2 separate regions of the Oryctolagus cuniculus genome follow, and region 2 is linked to region 1. The links are chromatin contacts, called in public Hi-C maps. All regions are on one chromosome and are shown on one strand. Each heading gives the region's core, a stretch centred on a gene start, on an enhancer-like site or on the middle of the called end of the contact. The rest is flanking DNA. Distances are from core to core; before and after follow the strand shown.

The links. A called contact is a pair of places that touch in the nucleus more often than the background predicts.
Region 2: a contact with region 1 is called in a Hi-C map of skin fibroblasts, with 2.2 times the contacts expected there. The contact joins the promoter of DRAM2 here to the enhancer-like site in region 1. A contact is called at or near these places in 2 of 6 Hi-C or Micro-C datasets (skin fibroblasts and an unstated tissue).

The regions. Positions count from the first base shown.
Region 1 is chr7:59,117,516-59,122,130 of mOryCun1.1, reverse strand. DENND2D (DENN domain containing 2D) reads right to left here. Exons shown (of 12, transcript XM_070077883.1): 8 at 3,342-3,519; 9 at 603-644; 10 at 120-204. Among named protein-coding and RNA genes, the nearest start is that of DENND2D, 13 kb to the right of the region's middle. Within about 2 kb of position 2,325, at least 3 of the 8 cell types and tissues checked have an H3K27ac peak or open chromatin away from gene starts, as enhancers often do.
Region 2 is chr7:59,166,563-59,171,280 of mOryCun1.1, reverse strand. DRAM2 (DNA damage regulated autophagy modulator 2) reads right to left here and starts at 2,330. Exons shown (of 10, transcript XM_070077908.1): 1 at 2,193-2,330. CEPT1 (choline/ethanolamine phosphotransferase 1) reads left to right here and starts at 2,324. Exons shown (of 9, transcript XM_008264699.4): 1 at 2,324-2,463.

The DNA of each region.
Region 1 (4,615 bases), core at 1,076-3,575:
CAGGATCTAGGTCTCTGGGGCTGTGCTAGGATTCTGAGTGAATTCATTTTAATTCGAGAAGGGAATTGTGCCCTTGAATGTCCTGGAAAACCCCAAAATAAGAGGGGCCTAGGACTTACTCTTTAACTCATTGATCCCTTGGCTAAGAGAGTCTAGGATGTCATCCTGAAGCTTTGGTGGCAGGATGTCTTTTTCATCACCAACCTAGAAGACAGAGTCAACCCAGGGTCGAGCAGTCAAGGAGGAGGTGTGGGGTGAAGGGAGGCATGAGTGTGCACCCCACTCCCCACCCCCAAATAAGCTGGGCGTAGGAGAGAGACAGCCGAAGCTCTGCCTTCACTTCAGTTTGGTTCTAAACCTCGGCAAGTGATCCCCTTTTATCCCTGTGGTGCCCGGGTTACATTCCTTGCCTGAAACACACCGACACTGAGTGCCCTATAATGGAGTCCTCTGGGTCTCTGGACTCCTTGAGAGAGGGAAGGTCGTCAGTGCAGATCCCACTCAACAAAAGTGCTGGTGTTTGTTAAAATTAAGTGGAACACAGGTGAGACTAGTGGTTGAGTCAGCAGGAGACCTGTGGGGCTCTGAACCCAGCCACTTACAGACAGTAAGAAGGTTCCTTCATGCAGATCCACCAACAGGACCTGAAATAAACACAGAATGGCTATACCTTGGAGAACTTAGCATCCCCCTTTATGCCCAAAGTTATCCCTTCGGGTAATGTAATGGTAAAATCAACATCTTCCATCCTCATTTCCTGTCTGGCATCCTCATCCCCACCAATCCCCTCCGGAACTAGTTCCCTTCCTGGGGAAAGGGTGTATGTGTGTCTAAGGAAGGGGATAGGAAAAAGAGCTAAGAAAGAAAATGCAACATGGGGAAATCACAGCCAGTCACTCCCTGAATACAACACTGCTCGTAGTGATTACTTCCACAAATGCAGCATTTAGCATATGGCATGCCTAAGTGCCTTACACAGTGTCTCATGGAATCCTCAAAACAGTACAGCTGTCGTCAAGGCTGCAATTTCCTCCCTACGGCTGTGCTCCAACTCCCTGTGCTCTGGTCAGCTTCAAGAGAGAGGTGCATGTGTTTTGATCTTTTAATGCTTGCCACAATTTTATGAACAACTGCCTGGAGTTCTATTTAAAAGTTCCCTCAGTGCTTTGGGCCTTCCAGCAGGAGCCTCAGCAAGGAAAGGAGATGAGCCCAGGGTCAAGGGAAAAAGGGAAATAAACGAACCCCAGGCCGAGAGCAAAAGAGAAAAGAAGTGAGGGAGGAGATCATGCGTCTAGGCTGCAAGTGAGACAAGCATGGGGCTGGAACTCAGAGGACCAGGGTTCTACCCACCTGCCCCTGTCACAGCCTGAGGGGTCTTCCAATGAGACCAGAGATTACAAGTGGGCCTCCTGCTGGCATATCTTTGATCCTCAGAGTATTTTTGAATAATTTGATGAGTTTCCAATATTTAAATTGAATTCCCATAAAATTTGAACTTTTGACCTCTCTTGAAAAGTCAGAAACTTGAACACTGACCCATATTTCTGAAGGATGATCATCAGCTGCCCCCTTCAGGCAAGCATGCGGTCACCAGTTTGCCATAATCCCCCAGATCCTGGGTTGGTCATTTAGGACCCTGTGTTGGCCTCATCTTTCTGGTTTATGACCTTAGTTTGACAATAGGGTGTGAATAATCCCTCTTTGCTCCCCCTTCTTTGAAATACAAGGAGGAAAAAAAGTATGCCAAAAACAGAGTGCGCACTGTAATTATGTATCACCAGGGGAGAAAAGTTGAACTAGTCCAGGCCTGAAACCACTTGTATACATAGGCTCAGATGCCTTCATGTAGAGAAAGCTGTTCATTGGCCAGGGTGGGTGGAGGGAGGCTGGGAGGAAAGATATGTTGAAAGACTAATTTTTTTTAGATTGTTCCCAGAAATCTTTCCAGTATTGGGGTATATTATTGCCTGCAGAGTGATCCCTTCCAAACAGCTTACAGGGAAGGCCAAGGGATCCCCTTTCCCCCAGCACACACAAACATGCACCCTGCACACATGGCCCTCACTCCTCCTCCTCCCCTGCCCATTTCAGAGCACTGATGAGGAAGAAAATAGGCCAAGTCTCTTGGAGGGCAGGAACCTTGGGTGTCTTCCTGCCTGGTCATTGTGGGGAGGAGCCACAGCTTCCCAGGAGCTGGAGTTGCAGAGTCAGGAAGTTTCATAACTTGTGGGGTTGGGACATTTTAAGTTTTATTGCTAAACACGGGGCTAATACTCTCTCCCAGTTAGTCACATGGCTAAGGGTGGTTCAAAGGGCATGTGTACTCAGCAGTCCCAGGGAAGGGTGGGAGGGCCAGGGAGCAAAGAAGGGAAACAGCCTGCTTCTAGCTCTCCCAAGAACACGTCTCATAAAAAGGGCTTTGGTTGTTTTCTGTGCCAGGTCTCACTGTTCCTTATGTGGCCTCAGATGTGTCAACTGAGTTCTCTGGACCTTAACTGTCCCTTAAGTAAAATGGGAACCCTCCCTTGTAGGGCTGGCTCCACACCTCTGCAGCAGTAGCTTACTTCCGAGACTCCACCTCTCCCCTTTCTTGGCACAGAGGAAGTCAGTTGTTAGCCAGGGCAGATGTTCCCCAGTATCTCTCTAGTCTCGAATGCTGTAACATACTATCCTTTGGAAGTTCCCACTGACAAGCAAAACAGAGCACATGCTTTGAGTTTTTCTTCCAGCATCAGGGATATTTCTTGCTATTGATGGCCACTTTCATACCTGAGCCCTCTGGTTGGGTCAAGGACACTGCCAAGAAGTAAGAAGCTAAGAAAAGTCAAAGGGAACTCAGCCCTGTACCCTCCATAGCCACCTGGGTACTGAGCTACTGAGAAAGATGGCTCTTGCTGCAAAAGACTCATTGTTTACAGGCCTATGTTACAGCTCACGTCCAAGGAATCCGAATGAGTTCTAGCGGAGTGTGTGTTACACATACCAGCTGTGCCCATCCAATTCAGATGGAGGTGGGACATCCCTTAGGCTTTTTTGGGGCTAGCTGGTGTAGGACAGTCTGATGACCCCTGAATAAGCTGTGTGTCACCCCTTCAGCCCAACAGGAAATCATTGAAGGTGAAAAGACCAATGCTTACTGAGCATCAAGTACATGTGGCAGCAGGCCAGGAGTCTTACACAGGTTCTGTCCCCCAGAACCCCTAGGAGTTGGACACTCATCCCCACATTACAAATAAGAAAGCGTGGCTGAAAGAGGCGGAGTGATCTGCCACAGGTCACCAATCACAAATCACACAGCAGGGCTGGGATCCAAATCACGCACCCTTCTTGTTGCTCCATACCTCTTCCATGGGGCTGTCCATAACCTCCTGCAGGAAGCGCATCTGCACACCAACCATGAAGGGGGTTGGGCAGCAGACGGTAGCGAGAAGGCTCTCGGGGACAACAGGGATGTAGGTGTGTGCCCAGCTGAAGGGGTAGAGGAGTGCGGCAGTAGCGTGGATGCACTGAGACAGGGTGCTGGGACAGAGAACAGAAGTGAGAGAATGAGAGGGCCCCCTGCACCTCCACGCTGCACACCCACCCCTCACAACCCACCGCCACAGGAGCTTCCAGAAGTGCAACTCTGGGAGCCCTGCGGCTCACAGAGCTTGTAACCACCTGTCGCTGGGAGGGGAGGGGCAGAAAGCAGGAGAGGCGGCCAGGGCACCTCCAAGGGTGAGGCCTCTATTTGATCCTTCTTTCCCTGGTCCCTCAGTCTTCTCAACTCATTACTGACAACAAATAGAAGTGGCCCACAAGAGGGGAGGGAAGAAGCTGTCTCCTCCCTCAAGCAGATCATTGCTTGAGCCCTTGCGGAGCTCGTGGTGCCGTGAAGACAGACAGGGACACACTGGGAGCTCCGCCGCAAGCCAAAGCCTTCTTTTCCTCTTTATGTCTGCACCCTCCTGCCCAGCCTTGACCTCACACAGCCCCTGGCCACTGGAGCCCAGGTTGGTGCCTGAGTTAGCCTGGGAAATCCCTCACTTCCAGGAACCTCTGCCGGGCCATTCCCACACGGAAAGTCCCACAGAGGTGGCTCCTCCAGCCTTTCCAGCCAAGCACTGCTCTGGTGTCTTTGCTGCCCAGGTCACAGCTCAGCCTCCTTCCTCAGCCTACCACACACGCAGCCCCACTCTGTCTTCCCTCTTTTCCACCAGCTTCCAAGGCTCCTCAACACTCCAGCCAAATCGCCCCCAAGCCAAGGCCAATAAAAACACAGATGTGGAAACCTTGTTTCAGTTCTTTGTATCGGGACTGCACGTCCTGAGTTAGAAAGAGGAGTTCTCTGAGAGCCTAGCAAGAGAGCAGGCTGACTGCAGGTTCCTGCCCTGCCTGGCTTTGGGGGTCTACAGACCCGGAGCTGAAAGGAAGTGAGGGGTAGTGGCAGGAGGGAAGCCCTGCCCCCTTTATTTCCTGACCCCTAACTTGAGCAGGGAGGGCCAGAACCCCAGCTGCAGCCACTATGAATCTTCCATACAGGCCAGGCATGGGAGAGTCACTTCCTAAGTGAAAGACCATGCCGCTCCCTGCGAGGAGCAGCCTGCAACAAGTTCTTTCTCAGTTATCACTGATG
Region 2 (4,718 bases), core at 1,081-3,580, 49 kb before region 1:
CTGTCTCCCCAAGCAGTGACTGCTAAGAAATAGGCATAGCACAATGACATTTCCGTCAATAACAGCTCACACCTGAATATAAACAGTACTCCCATGGATTACAATGAACTGAAAAATTCCCTATCACCTAGCGATGTTGCAGCCATCACAATGTCCTAGCACAACACAATACTCACAAGTCTGTGGCAATGCTTGTGTAAACAAACCTACTGTGCTGCCAGTAGTACAATAAAGAACAGAAACACAATTATGTGCAATACACAATATATTACAATAACAAATGGCCATGTTACTGGCTTATGTACTACTGTAGTATTCTTTCTATCCTTATTTTTAGAGTGTACTCCTTTTGCTAAGAAAAACACAGAAGTGTAGGAGTGGGTGTGGTGGAACAGAGGGTTAAGCCACAGCTTGGGATGCCCATATCCCATATCAGAATGCAGAGTGAAGGGGCTGGCGCTGTGGCACAGCGGGTTAACACCCTGGCCTAAAGCACCAGCACGTTCTAGTCCCGGCTGCTCCACTTCCAATCCAGCTCTCTGCCGTGGCCTGGGAAAGCAGTAGAAGATGGCCCAAGTCCTTGGGCCCCTGCACCCATGTGGGAGACCCAGAGGAAGCTCCTGGCTCCTGGCTTCGGATCGGCACAGCTCCGACCATTGCAGCCAATTGGGGAGTGAACCAGCGGATGGACGACCTCTCTCTCTGACTCTACCTCTCTCTGTAACTCTTTCAAATAAATAAAATAAATCTTTAAAAAAAAAAAAAAAAAAGAATGCAGAGTGAAGTCCAGGTTCCTCCACTTCTGATCTAGCTTCCTGCTAACGTGCCTGGGAGGGCAGAAGTTGATGGCCCAAGTATTTAGGTCCCTGCCACCCACACAGGAAACTAAGATGCAGTTCCTGGCTCCAGGGTTCAGTCTCACCCAGCTGGGATGTTGTGGACATTTGGGGAATGAACCAGAAGATGGAAGATCTCTGTTAATTTACCTTTCAAATAAGTCTTTAAAAGAAAAAAACTGTAGCATCAAACAGTATACATATATCTTATGTTCACTGAGTCTCTGGATTGCATCCAGGGATGGAACCTACTGTCGAGGTTCACCTAAGTACACTCTGTGATATTCCCACAGTGACGAAATCATGCAATAAGGCATTCCTCAGAAGGTTAAGAGATGAACGACTGAAATGAGGAAGGAAATTCTGGATGTTCCAAACTTACACAATGTCTTAGGCTTCTTTCAGAATGACACAGAAGCATCGTCCCAAAGCAAAGCATAACAGGAAAAAAAAAAAAAAAGGTTATTTTTCTTAACTCTAACTTGTCCTCGTGACAAATATACCGTTCTCTAATGGTTAATCTAGAAGTCTAGATATCATTTTATAAGCTACATCAAATGTCAAATGGAGAGATTTCATGATGCAATACAAATCACAGTTGTATTTGGGTGATTATTTACCAATTAAAATTTGGGAAAACCGAAAAAATTATTGCTATGGTGCATTTCCTGTGTTTTCCAAATAAAGCACGTTGCGAGATCACTCGGGAATAGCAATTTCCTTTCTTGGGCCTACTCCCAGCAACAGAATTCTACGTACTAGACTAAGCTTACAGTAAACACAAGGTCATCGCGGATCTCAATTTCAAACGTCTCCCTGCCCCCACCACCAAGGTACCTGAACCCAGGAGTAACTACAGGACGCTCACTCAATCATTAAACTTTTGGGGGACTAAGCCGCAGGTTCTGGGGGGCCGCTCAAACAAAACCAGAAGAATTATTTAGCAAGGTGAAGCACTGGAGCAAAGACCTCGGCTCGGCTTTGCCCGGGGCCAGGGAAAGATGCGGGAGCTGAGCTTGGGCACCAACTCGGGCACGCGGAGCGTGGGGAGGACGACACAGGAGGACAACAAAACCGCGGAACGGACACCAAACCACATCCTGCGCTCTCCCCCGCCCCTGGGTGCCCCGGAGCCCGGGAGCCGCTTCAGCCCCCTCGGGCCCTCTGCGGCGCCCAGCCGCGTCGCCCTGGAGGCAGGCAAACCCGCGTGCGCGCGCCACGGCGAGAGGGGCACCAGGCTGCGCCCACTTCCCCGACCCGTCGGATGCCACCCAGTGACGTGGCCTCTAGAGCGAGCGCGCGGGCCCCAGGCGCCCGACCTGTTCCTCCTTCCACCCTCCTCTGAGCCTACCTTACCTGGCTGACCCTGCCAGGACAGGCGGAGGCTCCGAAGCCTTCCCGGAGCTCAAGGGGCAGGGCGGGGCACTGGGGCGCGCTCCCGAACGGCCAGGCCAGCCCTGGGCGCGCTCACCACACTGAGGAACGCGCCCGCGCCGCCGCTTCCTCCGAGCCAGTTTCCCTTTACGGCTATCGCGAAACTGTCGTGAACGTGCTGCCGCGGATCAGAGTCACCCAGTGGAGCGAAGTCGGAGTTGATATTCCTGGGGGTGTGCTTGTGGGGGTCGGGGTAAGACTGCGGGGCTCGGTGTTAGGAGGACGGCCGGGGAGCGAAGGACGTGGTGGGGGACACGTCTCCAGGGAGGAGTGTGGCGAGGGCTGGATGCTCTGGGGTGGGGCATTAGGCTGTAGCTGTGTACGGACTTGCGCGAGGCGGGCGAACGCCGTCCTTCTTCCTCGAACAGGGTGGCCTCGCGCGCGGGGTTGTGGGGAGGGCGAGGGTCGAGTGCCCCTCTGGCCCCCGGTGGAGACTGAGGCGGCAGAGCACGGGCCTCCGGGGCGGCCGTGAGGAGCGGAGGTCGAGGTGAGGAGGAGCGCGGCGGGCCCGCGCTGGGCGGCGGAGGGCTGCGGGCGCTGCCCGCGCGGAGCCGACCTTGCCTGTCGGGTCCACACCCTCCCGCCCGGCTGCTGCCAAGTCCACAGACCGTGTGGCATCCTCTCCCAGGTTGATTTTCCCGTTGAAAGGGGTGCCGATGTGGCGTGGCGGGGCCTCGCGTCGTGGTCAGCAACTTTTCTGGAAATTTCAGCCAGTGCTGCCCAGGATTCTTGGAAGGAGAACAGGAGGGTTGCTCCAAGTGTTTGCCAGGGTTCCCGGGAACACCGGATGAATGGGACCAGACTTTACATTTAGGCGTGTTTGGCTTGTTTCCTTCAATGCGATGCCGGGCAGTTTTGTGTCATTTTGGCCATTTTGCAGCACTGGTGTTGGGTATGTGGTTTTACTTTACTGAAGAAGGGGTGTGCACGGCTGTCTTTCTGCAAGTACTAGTGTTCTTATGTGGATGTAGTCAAAGAGCAGGTCTAGCCCCTACTCTCAGATGAGTAGGGATGGGTTCAGCCGGTGTGTTTTGAATTGAGTGACTTGAAACACAAGTTAGACTGTGGTAAGGGCAGTTAGTGGATTACCAGTGTAGAACGACTCGCGTTCCCATGAAGCCCAGAGTTGAAGTGAAAGCCTTGTACTGCGTGTTAGTTCTGTGCTGAGAAAGCTAAAAGTCCCCTTGTACAACTTGTCCTCATGACCCTTCCGTTCAAGAAATGACAAGTGTTTGCTCATTTTCTTTAGAGGAGACTTGTTACTTCCTTTTTTAAGGAGTGCCAAGATGTCATTTCACCAAAACTCTAGATCTGCGTTGTGTTACACAGTGCATTTCAATTCTGTTGAAAAGGGTTTTGTTTGGGGGAACTTGCTGTATATATGACTTGTTAAATAATGCTGCACTTGATCCTGTGATCCCCCTAGTTTTTTCTTTCCTTCTTTCTTTCTTCCTTTCCTTCCTGGTTCTTTACAATTTGCTCAGCCTCCCTAATAGTGTGAGCCTTTAGTATTTTCATTTGGCGGTGCCATAAGGGCTGTTTAGTCCCCAGTTGCCTGTGAAAGGACTGCAAACATAGTGCTGAATCAGTGCAGATCAAAACTTGGCACCCTCAGACACGGGGTGGGAGGATGGGAATTCTGGAATTTGAAACAGCAGGTTGGATGTTGTGTAAACTTACCTTATGCTCTGTTCGACAGTTGGACTTTATTTTATTTTTTTTTAATGTGAAGCTTGTGAAATACTGTCAGGTATTCCCTGTGCTGAAGTCCAGGAAGGAATAAAGTCAGCAGTATTCCCTTATCCTCAGCTGCTATTGTGCAGATGTTCTATATGATAAACTTTTTAAAGCCTACATGTGTGTAATTTTAGTAGATGTACTCATGAAATGACCTCTGATTATATTTTTGTACTTATCCTGGACTTTTCACATAACTGTGGATGCCTGCACAAAGAAAATTCTTTGTCAGACCATATGTCGTCTTCTTTGGACTCACAAAACAGTTTGTTGACAGTGTATTGTATCGGAGGGTATTTACAAGACTACCCTCCATCTTTTGGTTTTCCTGAGAGTATGAAATGACATATTTCAATCTTTTTCCTCAAGATCTAGAACAACTAAATGCTGATTAAATACTAGATGAATCATATTTGTTCATTGTTCAGTAAGTACTGATTAACTACTTAGTGTTAAGTATGGTGTGGGATTTGGGGAAAAGAATGTTAATGAGACTGGCATGGCCCTTGCACTCATGAAGCTTACAGAAAAGTGTGGAGAAAGACAAACCCCCGCCAAAAAACAGTTAGCAAACAAAAAACAGTTCAAAGAGTGGTAAATGAAACGTTGTGAAGGGAGCAGAGTACAGTAGAGCCAGGTTAGTAGAAGAGAGGAATTTACTTACTAAGAGAAAAGGCTACAGTAGCTATCAGATTATGATCATTGTTATCA